Linked DNA regions of Hordeum vulgare: region 2 is linked to region 1. Evidence: chromatin contacts called from public Hi-C data. All regions are on one chromosome and are shown on one strand. Each heading gives the region's core, a stretch centred on a gene start, on an enhancer-like site or on the middle of the called end of the contact. The rest is flanking DNA. Distances are from core to core; before and after follow the strand shown.

What was found. A called contact is a pair of places that touch in the nucleus more often than the background predicts.
Region 2: a contact with region 1 is called in a Hi-C map of leaf, with 4 times the contacts expected there. The contact joins the promoter of LOC123452365 here to the enhancer-like site in region 1. A contact is called at or near these places in 2 of 6 Hi-C or Micro-C datasets (both in leaf).

What each region holds. Positions count from the first base shown.
Region 1 is chr5H:531,926,857-531,934,524 of MorexV3_pseudomolecules_assembly, reverse strand. LOC123398445 reads right to left here. Exons shown (of 2, transcript XM_045092915.1): 2 at 6,996-7,637. The coding sequence ends at 7,435. Among protein-coding and RNA genes, the nearest start is that of LOC123398445, 4.2 kb to the right of the region's middle. Within about 2 kb of position 1,809, at least 3 of the 3 cell types and tissues checked have open chromatin away from gene starts, as enhancers often do. A contact at or near this core is called in leaf, where this site is marked.
Region 2 is chr5H:532,046,674-532,053,976 of MorexV3_pseudomolecules_assembly, reverse strand. LOC123452365 (QWRF motif-containing protein 2-like) reads right to left here and starts at 1,365. Exons shown (of 6, transcript XM_045129016.1): 1 at 1-1,365. The coding sequence starts at 1,280.

The DNA of each region.
Region 1 (7,668 bases), core at 560-3,059:
ACTAGTGCATGGCCTAGAACTGGAAAAAATCCTGGTTTCAGAAGTTTAGAATAGTATCTCTAAAGGGGCGTCAGTAATACGTAGGAGCTTGCATGTGAGACCAACTCTAACGCACACCCCAAAATTGTGTGGGTCTCTTCGTTTAGGCCCAAATGGATGGACGAGATGGCCTAACGTAATTTGAGTCTCTTCGTTTGGGTTCAAACGGACAACCAAAATGATTCAACACGTATTTGATCCGCGTTCGTCTCGGTCCCGCGTGGCAGCCGCCCACCTATCTCTCACCGCCGGCCTTTACGGCGCACGTGCAGGCGGGCCCTCCTATCAGCCATCGAGCGCCTCTGGTCGTCGTCCTTTTTAATGTGGAAGTCGAGGGCCAGCCACTCTACAAACTCTTGAGCCATCGTGCCTCCTCAAAGCCTAACACGTCCGTGCCCATCCCTAGCTCCGGCGCCTCCTCTCCTTCACCTTGTCGGTGGCAAAATGAGTTGGCACTGGATCATCGCTCGCAAGGAGAAGCACGACTACGAGGCCGGGTCTTCCTCCGATCGCCGCTCCTCCTTCACCCCCACTGTTTCACATCTCACCGCCGGTGGCTGCTCCTTGCACATGACCGTACGTGCTAGCTCAGATATGCAAGAGGTATTGGGAGATGAACACGTCACTGTCGTGGAGCCACGTGCACCTCCCAGTAACTAGCACCTCTCCCCGGTTCGTGTGTCGATCCTACCTGTCCCGACGAACGACCGAGCCCGTCGGGAGGAGATCCGTCGCTGCCACGCCCACTAGTCGTCGGACCTCGTCAATGACCGCTGGTATGCCATAGACTCACCTCTATGGGATACTTGGTTCCGCGAGGAGGACGACGTGCGGTGGCAGCCGTGCTTTGCCGACCGTCCAGGTGAACGCCCAGCCCATCGTGCGCGCGCTCCCAGCCCGCCCCAGCCACACGCGGAGGCTGGTTCACGGCCTCACACCAAGCCCGCCGCAGTCGTCGCCACCCTAGAGCTGGAGATGGTGGAGATGATAGCCCTTTCCGTGGTTGACAACGTTGCCATCCCACAGCTGGAGATGGCCTTCAAGGAGGCCGTGGAGGAGCAACCTTTTTGTGGAGCATCCTGTGACCGACGTCTGAAACCTTTCCATGGAGGAGCTCACATGGTTGGCCAGTGGTGGCCATGGTCGGCTGCCGCGTCGGAGATGGCTAATTGGGTGGGTGCGAGCCTTGGATGCCCACGCCGCCACGGTCACTGTTCGCGTCGCATGAGAATGTGGTGCACGCGTCTCCGGCCATGATCCACTGTAGACGCCTCTGGTCCACCTCTGGACGTCTTCGCCGTACGTCGACCTCACCGTGGACAACAACGACGACGCTTGAAGACGGCGGTGGCAGCAACGACGGCAACAACCGGTGGTGGCATTAAAGTTTTTTAGTAATGTTTATTGAAGCGGACATGGACTTCTAATAATTAAATAATTTTTAATTATGTTTTTATCTTTGTATTATAAAATGTGTGGCAGTCTTTTTTCTTAGTCATGCGATGCCGATTATTTGCTATGCGGCCCTCAGGCCGACGTCCAAAACCGGACACAGACCTCTGTTTTGCCGTCTTAAACGACGACATGTGAATGAAAAAACGTTTATTTGAGATGATGCTTTGGAGTTAGCCTCATTGATTGTTCACCGGTTTGCGTATGCGCTAGCTGTATTTTCCATTTCGGCAACGAGTTGCACGCGACTAGAAGCCCACAATAGGCACTGCGAGATCTTCTGTAGCCTATCGCATATAGGCATGTCTGTCCGGTGTGGGATCGTGATGGGAGAGTCTGAGATATCTGAGCCAGTGAACACGCTTGCGCGTGGAACTTTTGCATCCTGCTCCGCCAGTTGGATCTTCGACTAAGTACCAAATGGATGTCGTACGGCTCGTGTGTAGTAGTGGCACCCTACTCGGAAGTTGTGGTCGTGGGAGGTGGGTTCTTGTCGACCAACTAAACACGTTCGGAATCATCATGCACGGCCTCCACTGGTGCCGAACGATGGTCCTCATTGACTTGCTTAATTATCCAGGGTCGCAGGCTGCTGTCGCCAATGGAACTCAACTCCTCAGTATATAACCATTTTATGACAAGTATTTTCGAACCGGAGGGAGTACTAAGGAAATGCTGCTCACATTCCGTGGTTCTATTTGTGGTTACCGGAGCATCTGAGCGCCCAATCATTCTACCGTCGTGTTCTTGTTTCAGGCCCCTTTTTGTTCATTGTGACACCAGCAGTTCCCTGTTATCCAGGCCTAATCCCCTGCGTAAAATATCCTGGACGTGATGCCAAAGTCACCATAGAGTAACAAATCTGTGGGCCGATGCTAATGACAGAAGGATTGATGTTACTGCTGGCAGTGTTTAGAGTCGTTGAGGACCCTTTTGTGGTTATAAATAAAACGCATTCATGTTCCCCGCAAAAAAAGAACACATTGGTGTCCGCGTTCAGTTCCAGCTAAGATCAATGGAGCTCACTTGTTGTTGTTGAGCACGGATTTGGTTCATTCCCCACACGAAAGTCATTTTCTCAAGAGCGTGCGCAACTGTGCACAGTTGTCTCGCTCTCTGTCTCGTTCTCCCCCGTCTCTGTCTGAACCAACAAGATAAGCTCACAATCACCTCATATTTTTCGATAAAACAATCCACCTCATGTTTGTTTGTGTTTGATCAATTCGACCACAAAAGGCTAGCTGCAACACGCATGTATATTGATTCTTCGCAAAAAGGTCAAAGACCACGACTTCTATCCTTTCCTCGGCGCCTCGATCTTCGGCAGTCGAGTCCACAGATTCGCCTGCCCTTCCCATGCCATTCTGGCAGCCTCGGCTCTCTTCCTCCATGAGTTCATACGCTAGGACGAAGTCGGCAAAGCTCAGGCATAGGTTCTTGTTGGCTCCTCGGAGCGGCAAGGTTAGGGGTTTCACGTTATGGGTATGCAACGTCGATATTTGGTGTAAGGTGTTCACGATCTATTCAAGGGTTCAATTGTGATAGTGGCTCTCGGGTGTTGGTCCATAGGGACAAATACACAAAAAACCTTATCGACTATCATCGAAATGGCCAGGATGGCTCCGATCAGGGAGCAATGACAACGTCATGTAGGCGGCTTGTTTTAGGGTCAGAAGTGGTCGTTCTGTGCTGTAGGAACTTTCATGTAATTTTATTATGTTTGCTTTGGGGAAAATCAGTGTCCTTTTTTTGAGTAAATAGGCAATTTTTCAAGTAGACTAATCCATGAAATAATTAGTAACATTGGCATTGACTAGGTTCATGACATACTGATCACGGAGTATACTAGCAAGTACTACGCATATAGCAGAAACATCTACGCATATAGACAATACTACTAGTGCAGACAGAAACAGGAGAGAGATAAACATATCATACCCTCCGATCGGCCAATTGGCTGTAGCAGTAGCGGTGGCGGCGGCAGTATCCTCTGCCGCCTTCTTCTCGGCTTCGGCCTTCTCGCGGACGAGACGGTCAGCTTCGCTTGGTGAAGACATGGCGATGACGAGGGCGACGCGGACGTAGACGAAGCAGACAGACGGAGGCGAGCAGTCGCGTGATCGCTCCCCAAAAACCTAATTCCCCCTCTCCCGTACAGGAACCGGAGAGGCGGGGTTTCGGAGGCCTGCTCTCCCGTCGACCGTGTACGCGGTAAACGGGACGGAGTCGCCGGCGGCAACTGCAGTCAAGGAACGAACGCGTGAGGCGGATGTGATCTGATTCTCGTGACGGCTAGGGTAGGCGATAGCCTGCTTATAAAGGCGGCTGGGTGGAGAGACGTGGGCTGAACCCACGTCCGAGTCGGTAACAGCCCACGATCCGACGTCCCGGATCGTGCCGTGTCCGTTACGTATTCTCCGTTCGTGACCGGCAAAAATAAGCGCGTAGGTATGAGCTCGGCTCGGCTCATTCCCGCAACCCGTCGTGACGAGGCGTGGCGAGGCGGGCGGCGGAGGAGGAGTGCGAGAGGGCACCTTCTCTTCTCACTCTCCAATAGCATATGGAAGAGAGACCCTTATAAAGAGGTCCAAATTCTCCTCCACTAGCGGGGTGGGACTAAACTTCCCACCACCTTGTCATGCCACCACCTACATGGGCCCTTGGAGATTTTTTCTGAAATTGTCTTATGGGCCTAAGGCCCATCTCTAATTTCAACACTTTTTCCAAACTTGTTGGTGACGCACCCTGAGTGAAGCCGATTGTCCTTCATTCTTCATCGTGTCAATCACTTTTATATTGTCAGAGTTAACAATAAGACGATTATGACCTTTTTTTTATGCAAGGAATAAGACAATCTTTACACCCAAAGCTTATGCTGCTAATGCATCAGCACACCAATCAATCCTCCAGCTTCCATCGGTGATGATCTTCTTTTGTCATTTTTAAGGACCGGCCTAGCTGTAGCCCTAAGAGGATCATGATCAAAAAAGGGATCAACATTCAGCTTCATAAAACCCATATGAGGTATAGTCCATCCCCGTTTTACCACTTATCTTAGGGGAGTAGGCAATAACATACTTTGTCGTTATGACTAAAGCCCCCAAGTTTGATTGTTTGCACTTGACGAGTTGGCCAAAGCCTCACTTTCGAAGATAATCTGTTAGGGTGCCGAAGCCCGGAGGTTGTCATAGTAAATCTCCTTTGCTCCAAGTTCATGAGGCACGAAAACTTCTTCGTTGTCCTTGAAATATTCGTTCAAGAAGGGCATCCTCATACATGACAACTTAACCCATGCAAATCATTTTGCTACAGTACAACTGAAATGTATCCATGCTGTTAAAAAGTCTAAATGAAGCAATAAAATACAAAAGGTTCGAACATATAAATGTTCACTGGCCCACAGGCAAATGAGACACTTTCCAAGTGATATGTTGCCTCGGGTATTAGTCATGTAATCGCAAAGAATGCCTAATTACAGGTCGTGGATTGTACGTATTCTTATTGAAATTGTGTATGTATATGAAAGCTGGTGGGTTCTTTTTTTTGTTGAGGTTAGATGCGAGGGAATAAGATAACAGAAAAATTATTTCATAAAATAACTCCTATAAATAATGTTGAAGTACCAGCCTGACACGGTTCTTTGAGCACAAAGAGCGCCCCCACATCGTCTTTTTATTGGTGCGTGTCACGGAGGCCTTTCGGGGGCTCTCTGCATCGTCCGATATGCCCAGACGACGCACGCCTAGACGACCAATGACGGGCGAACTAAGGGCGTGCCTAGGGGCATCGTCATTGCGTGGCGTCGGGCGTGTCCGCGAGAGCATCTCCTTGTAGAGATGACACCCGTCGGGTTTGGATATGGATGGAGCCATCCCATACCCTTACCCGTCGACCCAAACCTTAACCATCACCCGTACCCATATCCGTCAACGGGTACATTTTTTTCCATACCATCACGCGTCAGGGAAAATGGGTACCCATGGGTAAAAACTACCCAGATTTGCAACACATAAATTTTTGTATTACATAGTCATAAACAAGAATTTGTAATAATAAGGCTGGTCGTAATGAAAGTATCATAAGTAGTATCACGCATGCTAACTAGGTAAATTTAATAAAGTGGCATAGAATTAAATAAAGAAAGAGAGTGTTCAGTATCATATCATAATACCGTATCATATTAGATGATGTGTTACTATGTGTCATGACAATAAATAAATTATCATATGATACTAACGTATAATACTATGTATTACAGATGTAGTATCATATACTAATTACATATTCATGATACTAGTATATATGATACTCCTCATTACAACCAGCCTAATGTATAAACAACAACACTTCATGACAACAACACATACGCGTAAACAACAACACATTCTAGATGTGGGCTAGCGACGGGATTTATGTACATATAATTCGTTTAATATGTGGCTAAATAATACTTAAGGCCAATTTTTTTATTTTATATCCTGATACATGGTACACGGGTATGAGTTATACAAAACGATACCCGTACCCACTATACTCAATGGGTTTCAAATCTTTTCATTTATGTATCCATGTGTATTTTTTTACCATTATTCTAATAGGGTTTTATCCGCCGGATAAGTAGGTCATGGGTACCCATTGCCATCCCTATCCACGAATATCATTTTATCACAATTTTTTACACACGGTGAAAACTTTCATCAATGTTTATCACACAGAAAATGTAAAATTAATTAAATAAAGTATTGTTATTTTGACTTTATTGTTCACAAGGAAGCATCTAAGCTCGGGGGTGCAAAAGAGCACTTTTGCCAGGTACCCTCCTTTCTGACAAGAAGAACGGGTGCAACGAATCTGGTCGAGCCTTTGGTTCGAGTGTAATTGCACGATTTGTTTGACATATGAATATACAGGGCATGTATAAACCTTGGTAAATGCATGTTGTATTCTGTTTTTTCATGGAAGGTTACTTCTGACCTGTGCATCGATACGATGCATGTGTATTGTATTCTATTGCAACTTCGTTAGGTTGTTTAGATTGAGCTTGTCTTTAGTTAACTTGGAGATCAATCTATCTTAAACTCCATCCCGTGTAATCCTCTCTCTGTATTAAACACGTACGTGTCTTTTCAAGTCGAGTTTCATACGCTTTCAGCCTTATCACATGGTATAAAAGCTTTCCGCTTTCCATCTATATGTCGAGCTCTTCCTCCACCGCCACCATGGCTTCTCTTTCCCTTGCTGCCCTCGACCGCATCATAACCGTGATTTTTTTTCTCGTGTCGAAGGTACATGACCTCTCACACATCTGGGCTGCTGGCCTCATGGGTTACCTTGATGGCGCCACAGCCGAGCCCTCTGTTGTGCTGACCACGGTGTGAGGGGTCTCAAGGAAGGAGATCACCGGGATGTTTGGTTTCCAGCCACATAATGCCAAAGCACAATTTAGTTTAGTTGGCATGTATTTGATTTTTATCAAATTTATTGTTCATTTGGTCCATTTGTCATAAAGTTGAAAAAGTTTTATCAACTTTTGTTAAAGTTTGATATTTGTTTTTTCAACCATACTTTATGGCTTGTCACATTTAGGCTTGGCAAAATTAACAACCAAACAAGCCCCACATCTACTCGGAATCCTGCTCACATGGCATGGTACAGACTTTTCTGCTTGCGTGTCTTTCTCGGGAGGTTCTTCGTCAGACAGACGACATCATCACAATTCACAAGTGGTACTGCTGTGTGAAAGATGATCCTCCAGATGTCCCGCGCGCGTACGACCCAGCATTGCGGGCAGCTTGGATCCACACGCGTTTGTTATCTGCACAGACTGTTAGATGGCCAATGCTGTATCTATCTACACACGGCCTCTCTACCAGCTTGCCCTACAACTCTGACGGCCTGGTTCTAGCTGGCTGTGTCCATCGATCTGATCACATCACGTGGACCTCAGAACGCGCAGCAGTAGTAGAGGAAGCGGCTCCACGCCGCCTTCTTCTTCCTGGCGCCGGCGGCCGCCGCGACAGCCGCGGCGGCGGCGGCCTCCTTCTCCTCGAGGGGCACCGGGTAGTCCATCTCCCTCAGCATCTCCCACATGATGTGCACGTCGCGGTACTCGCACGTCCTCACCTCCTTCCTCAGCTTCCTCAGCCCTGCAGCGCAACCAAACCGGTCGATCCGTCA
Region 2 (7,303 bases), core at 116-2,615, 120 kb before region 1:
TTCTGTGAAGCAAGTGCGGCATCAGCCTGCGCATTTACACACCGCCACTGCAAATGTCGATTGCACAAGATTCTCAATAGGTGCTCCCCATCAACCTTGCTGCCCCCAGCCCACCTCCTCTTCGCTTGACCATCAATACCGTAACCAGATGAGCTTCTTCCCTGTTGATCCCACGTTGATGCACTCGACCCCATGGAATTCCTTGGGCGGGATGGACTTGACATTCTCCTCGATGAATTGCCCACAAGCTTACTTGGTGAAGACTGCCGAACTGGTCTGTTGAGTGGAGACGAAACAAAGCCATTCAACAGCGACTTCTTGACCGGCGCTGACCTTGGTGACAATGCCAATCCAGAATTATGTGTCACGTAGGGTGTGCCTGGGTCTGCAAAGCGATGCATCCTGCTGCCAGCTGCATCATGCAAGAACCGTGCAGGCACACTCATCCCCTTTGTTGATGGGCGTGCTCTGTGAGCAACCCCATTGCTGGCATCCTGGGACTCGGAATTGCTCCCTGACGACAAGCTCTCTGTGTCCGATGACATCAAGTAGTCCCCGCTGTCAAACGAGGTGCGGCGCACCCCGTCGTCGAACGCCATGGACTGCCGCAGCGATCTGACGGCGGCCAGGACAGCGGCGCCCTTCTTGTCCAAAGAGCAGTCCAGGCTCTTGGTGAGCGGATTCCCCTCGAACCCGTGTGCCGACATTGGCCACCTCTGGTGGGTATGGCCCCCTTCGGACCCCTTGGCCCTCTCCGGCACCGCGCCCGCGGCAGGCCGCCTCCTCTCCGGCGTGGTGGAGGCCACCGGGGGCGCCGCGGGGCGTCGCACCGGCGACGGGGACGTGGCCGGCTTGGCCTTGCTGGTCTCGAGGAAGTAGGAGCGGCCCTGGAAGGCGACGGAGAGGCTCCTGGTGGTGGTGGTGGTGGCCCCGTTGGGCCCTGCGGCGTCGGCGGCGGCGGCATTGCCCCCCGCCGGTCGCGGCCGGTCGACGGACGAGGAGCGCCTGGGCAGCGGCGACGCGAAGCGGCGGGAGGGCGTGGAGGCCGAGGTGGAGTTGGAGGAGGAGGTGGTGGTGGTGGATGTGGAGGTGGAGGTGGAGGTGGACTTGGAGGAGGGCGCGAGGAGGTAGCGGGAAGGGACGGCCTTGGGCCTGGGCCGGGCGGCGGCATTGGCGTTGGTGGATTTGGACGGGGAGAGCGCGGAGGCGGCGCGGCGGCGGTGCGGCGACGGCGACGGGTTGGGCCGGGGCGCGGCCGCCGCTGCCCCGGCGGCCCCCATGGCGGCGGGATCTCGCGGAATCTCGGCGCCGGGGCTTGGCGTGGGGTTTGGGGTTTCAAGATGGGAGCAGCGGCAGCAGCAGCAGCGTCCGGGGCGCTTCGGGGGGGAGAGTGAGCTCGTGAGGCCGATTGAAACGAGAGAGGGGGGAGGGGAGGCGAGGGGTAAAAGGGTAAAAGTAGGGAAAGTGCCGGGGTGGGGTGGGGTGGGATAAAGGGCGTGGTGGTGGGTACGGGACGGGCCGGACGTGACGCCGGTGATGGGCAGTGGCCATGCGTCGCCGCCGCCGGCGGCGTCAATCCGTTCCGTCCCCGGCTTTTTTTTTTAAATCCGCGGCTCTTCCTTCCTTCCGACGGGGTTTGGTATGGGCCACGTTTTCCTCGGCATGGCGTACAGTATAACGGGATCGTACGTTCATTTGTCGTTTTTTTTTTTTTGGACTGTGGTTCATTTTTGTCTTTGGTCTTCCGCAAAACAAAACGAAAAAGAAAATATATTTTTTGTCTTTGGTCACTGCCTCACTGGGAAACGACCTATGAAACTACGCCACACATCGCATGCACAATGAAACATAGGTTGATCCGGATTGCTAAATCTCAATCGACTAGGAATTAACGAGGTGTCAGTCGATGCTGTATTAACGACATGTTAGAATGGAGATCCGTGTAAAATTGTTTGTTCATTTCTCTAGCTTCTTTTTATACGGGGTGCCACTCGAATAAGACTTGGTTAAAGCATCTATACATAGGATAGGCAAATCGGAGTCATATGTGTCCGCGTGGCCAGCTGGCCGCCATATTCTACATGAATTTACATAGTTTGAATCAAATAACATAATTTGGACCGAATAAAATAGCATAGTTATTACAAGCCGAATAAAAATAACGTAGTTCTCACATAGTTTTGCAAACGAATAAAAAAAAAATCTATTGGTTGCCAACATGAGTACACATATACTCAACCAAATCATTTTGCAATTGCACGTGAGTTTCTCAATCACCCATGTCTTGATGAAATTAGGTGAACTGTTCAAACGTTGCCGCTCATCCATGCTCATGCAAAACATTCTCACCCTGAAACTGGAACCCTTGATCGTACAGACGTTCCGGGCGCTCGTCTTCTATGATCATATTATGCATGATCACACAAGCAGTCATCACCTCCCACAGTTTCTGCATGCTTCAGGTATTAGCAGGATACCGGACGATGCCCCATCGAGATTGCTGTTAGGGCATATTTTGTTCTAAGTAGTTTTGATGATTGATGACAACACCTCTGCGGACTAATCGTGTGCATTGAGCATTTCAGATAATACATCACGGGGCACAAGATGACTCGTCGCCCCTCGGTGTTGTTGGAGCACGGTGTTTCTTACGGTTCTCTTTGGTAGTGTTGAGTAGTAGGAAAGCCGTACTATTAAGAGGGGGTCCGCGTCGGAAAGGTTTGGGTGGAATCAACTCACACACGCGCACATTTTCTTTCCATCACTTTCTCTTTGCTGCAATGGAGCACCCGCTCGATCTTTCGTAGCCGTTGCAAAGGGTCCAGCGGTAGTACCGCTCATGCGGAGCGGTAGTACCGCGAGCTGAGCGGTAGTACCGTTCCAGTCGAGCGGTACTACCGCTTGGGGACGGTAGTACCTCCCTCTCTGAGCGGTTGTACTTCGTCGGACTTTTTGCGAATACTTTTCCAGCGGTGGTAGGCTCAGTAGTAGTATTTCTACTACCGTGGCTTTGTGTCAGCCTAGCGGTAGTACCGCTCAGTCCTGGCGGTAATACCGCTGGGGCTTGCGGTAGTACCGCTTCCTCCAGGCGGTAGTACCGCTGCTCCCCACTATACAAAGGGTTCACCTACCTCACAAACCCTACCTTTGACCCTCCAAGACTTCATTGTTGCTCCCTAAGCTCATATGTGCCCGATCTCTCTCTCTAGCCAATCAAACTTGTTGATTTCCTAGAGATTGGTTGAGAAGGCCAAGATCTACACTTCCACGAAGAGAAAATTGATTCCCCCCACTAATCCCTTGCGGATATTGTTACTCTTGGGTGTTTGAGCACCCTAGACGGTTGAGGTCACCTCGGAGCCACATTCCATTATGGTGAAGCTCCGTGGTCTTGTTGGGAGCCTCCAAGCTTTGTGTGGAGATAGCCCCAACCTTGTTTGTAAAGGTTCGATCGCCGCCTTTAAGGGCACCTATAGTGGAATCACGGCACCTTGCATTGTGTGAGGGCGTGAGGAGAATACGGTGGCCCTAGTGGCTTATTGGGGAGCATTGTGCCTCCACACCGCTCCAACGGAGACGTACTTTGTGTCAAAGGGAAGGAACTTCGGTAACACATCCTCGTCTTCATCGGTTCCACTTGTGGTTATCTCTTACCTTTACATTGTGTATGCTTTTGTTGTAGAGTATTTCTTACTTGATTTAGTGGTCATAGTAGGTAGCATCATATAGGTTGCTCACCTAGTTATTATTTTAGAGAACTTTTATGTTGCTAACCCTAACTTGTTAAGAAAAGCTAGAAATTAGTAGTTATCTATTCACCCCCCCTCTAGTCAACCATATCGATCCTTTCAATTGGTATCAGAGCCACGTCTCTTTATTAAGGGTTTCACCACTCGAAGAGTATGGATGACGATGAGGAGGGAGTCCATGGACCACCCGAGGCTGTGGCCTTGACTTCGGTCACAAGGGACGACTTGAATGCGGCTATGGCCAACCTCAGGACGACCTTGACGAACGAAGTCAAGACCATGCTTAAAGAGTTACTTGAGGGGATTTAAAGTTCTCCCAAACCGGCGTTGGTGGTTAAACCTGCCAACACGGATTCGGAGGCAATTTCCTCCAAGGAAGCGGCTAAAGGTATGCGACCTTCTTCCCCTCTTGATAATAATGGGACTGGAACCTATGCCTCGGTTCCACCTCCCCTGGTCTATGGAGGACCGGTGCCTACACCGCGTATCAATCATCTTGGTCCTCCTCCTAAGCTTGTTAAGGGTGATTTTGCTAACTGGGTGTTTTCCATTAAGTCTCATTTGAATCACAGCTTAACAAACTTATGGATGATCATTGAGCAAGGCTACTATCCGCATGACCCAAGCAACCTCACTCCAAGAGAAGAAGCGGACAATCAATATAATCACTCCGCATTATTCATTCTCCAGTCTGCAGTGCCTCCTGAAGATCTTCCTCACTTGCGCCCCTTCACTTGGGCTAAGGACTATTGGGAGCACATTATGGTGTTGTACAAGGGAATCTCAAGCATTCAACGGTCCAATTATGAAGTGGTTCTTGATGAGTCCGATGAGTTTGTGATGAAGGAAGATGATGACCCTCGAGATCTCTATTGAAGGGTGATTGTTATTGTTGTTGTCCTCAAGGATCATGGAAGCAAGGATGTGGATGACACATGGATCAAGCGCAAGTTTCTCAAGACCATCATGCCATTCAACAAAAACATGTCATCCGTCATTCGCCAACGACCAGATTTCCACTCCTTGTCCTCCAGTGAGGTGTTGGATGAATTCATTGCAATGACTATCATGAACAAGACTGTTGATAATGCTCTTGCTCGCGTTTGGTCAAAGACAACTTCACGAAACCTTGCCTTAAAAGCCAAGGCTGCTTCTAAAGAAGAAGAGGAGGAAGAGGAAGAGGAAGGCTGCCCTGAAGACACTAAGTATGCTTATCACGAGCACATGGCTCTTGCGTCAAGGCAATTCTGGGGCAACAAGAGAAACTCAAGGCCCAATTTCTCCAAGAATAACTCAAGTGGGTTCAAGACCAAGCGGCGTGTGAGAACATGCTATAACTGCGACAATGTGAGTCACTTCGTGGCAGAGTGTCCCTATAATAAGAGGGAAGACAACGGTGGCAAGCTCATTCGCAAAGACAAAGCCAAGTCTTTCCCAAACAAGAACAACTTTGTCAAGAAAACCCACCCAAAGGGTATGGTGGCACTTGAAGAGTATCCCTCTGATGATGATGACAATGATGATATGGTAGCAACGGCTACCGTAGCCATTGCCACCCCCTCTCCCAAGGTGTCTCTCTTCGGCGCCCCCGACGATAACCGCATCGCCAAGTGCCTTATGGCCAAAGGTATCGATCAGGTAACGCCCAGCATTAAGACCAACATCACTACTGCTCCTTCATTGTTAAACCATGTTGATGTTAGTGATGTTGTGGAACTTAATGAGCATGATTTTGACAAATTTCTGTGTAAAATCAAATGAGAATCTAAGAAGCACTTTGTTGCTCTTTTGGAACAACTGGGTGAGGCTAGTGACCTTATCGAGTCTCATGAGGAGACTATCTCCGAGATGCAAGGACAAAGTCGCGACTACGCCGATGAGATTGCGGAATTATGTATGGCTTTAGAAGAAGAGCATAGTCTTCGTTTGGCTCTTTAGGAGTCACACAATGATGATTGTGCTAAATTACAAAAGGAGCTAGATCACGCTATTGTTCTTACACGTGTGCTTAAGTCTGGAAAGGCTGCACTTGGTGTTGGCCATGACAGACTCAAGGAGGAGTTCGATACACTTGACAAGGCCCACAAGGTCTTGAAAGGTGCTCATTTCTCCCTGAAAGAATCTCATGATCAACTCCAATCAAAGCTTACCAATGAGATCTCTACCTATCCTCCCTTTGTTATAATTGATAATGCTTGTGCAACTAACCCTTGTTGTGAGCATGTACATCTTGTGGAGCAAAATGCTAAGTTGAAGGATCAACTTGAGAAGGGCCTTGTGTCATGCATCCAAGGCGAGAAGAACCTAAACGACCTTTTGAGTAATCAAAAGGGAGTTGTAGGAAAGGAGGGACTTGGACTTACATCCAAGTCAAAAAGGAAAAAAGAAGAACATGAACAAGCGATCTCCTACCCTCATGGACATCTTTGTCAAAGAGGGCTAAGGGACTCAGAAGGAGAACATGAACAAGGTGGAGGATGGTATTGTCAAGTGATAACCCACAAGTATAGGGATCGCAACAGTTTTCGAGGGTAGAGTATTCAACCCAAATTTGTTGATTCGACACAAGGGGAAGCCAAAGAATATTCTCGAGTATTAGCAGTTGAATTGTCAATTCAACCACACCTGAAAGACTTAGTATTTGTAGCAAAGTATCAGTAGCAGAGTAGTGTGATAGCAACAGTAGCAACGGTAATAGTAGCAACAGTGACAGCAGTAGCGACAGAGTAACAGTAGCAGCAATGACAGCAGTAGCGGCAAAGTAACGTAGCAAGGACCAGTAGGAAAAACTCGTAGGCATTGGATCCGTGATGGATAATTATGTCAGATGATATTCATCATGCAACAGTTATAACATGGAGAGATATGTAACTAGCTTCAGTTCGTCAATGTAATGTAGGCATGTATTCCGTATGTAGTCATACGTGCTTAGGGAAAAGAACTTGCATGACATCTATTGTCCATCCCTCCCATGGCAGCGGGGTCCTAATGAAAACTACGGGATATCAAGGTTCTCCTTTTAATAGAGAACCGGAACAAAGCATTAACACTTAGTGAATACATGAACTCCTCATACTATGGTCATCTTCGGGAGTGGTTCCAGCTATTGTCACTCTCGGGTTGCCGGGTCATAACACATAGTAGGTGACTACAACTTGCAAGATAGGATCAAGAACACACATATATTGGTGAAAACATAATAGGTTCAGATCTGAAATCATGGCACTCGGGCCCAAGTGACAAGCATTAAGCATGGCAAAGTAGTAGCAACATCAATCTCAGAACATAGTGGATACTAGGGATCAATCCCCATCAAAACTAACTCGATTACATGATAGATCTCATCCAACCAATCACCGTCCAGCAAGCCTACGATGAGATTACTCACAAGCGGTGAAGAGCATCATGGAATTGGCAATGAAGGAAGGTTGGTGATGACGATGGCGACGATCTCCCCTCTCCGGAGCCCAGAACGGACTCCAGATCTGCCCTCCAGAGGAAGAACAGGTGGTGGCGGCGCCTCCGTATCGTAAAACGCGATGAACTCTTCTCCT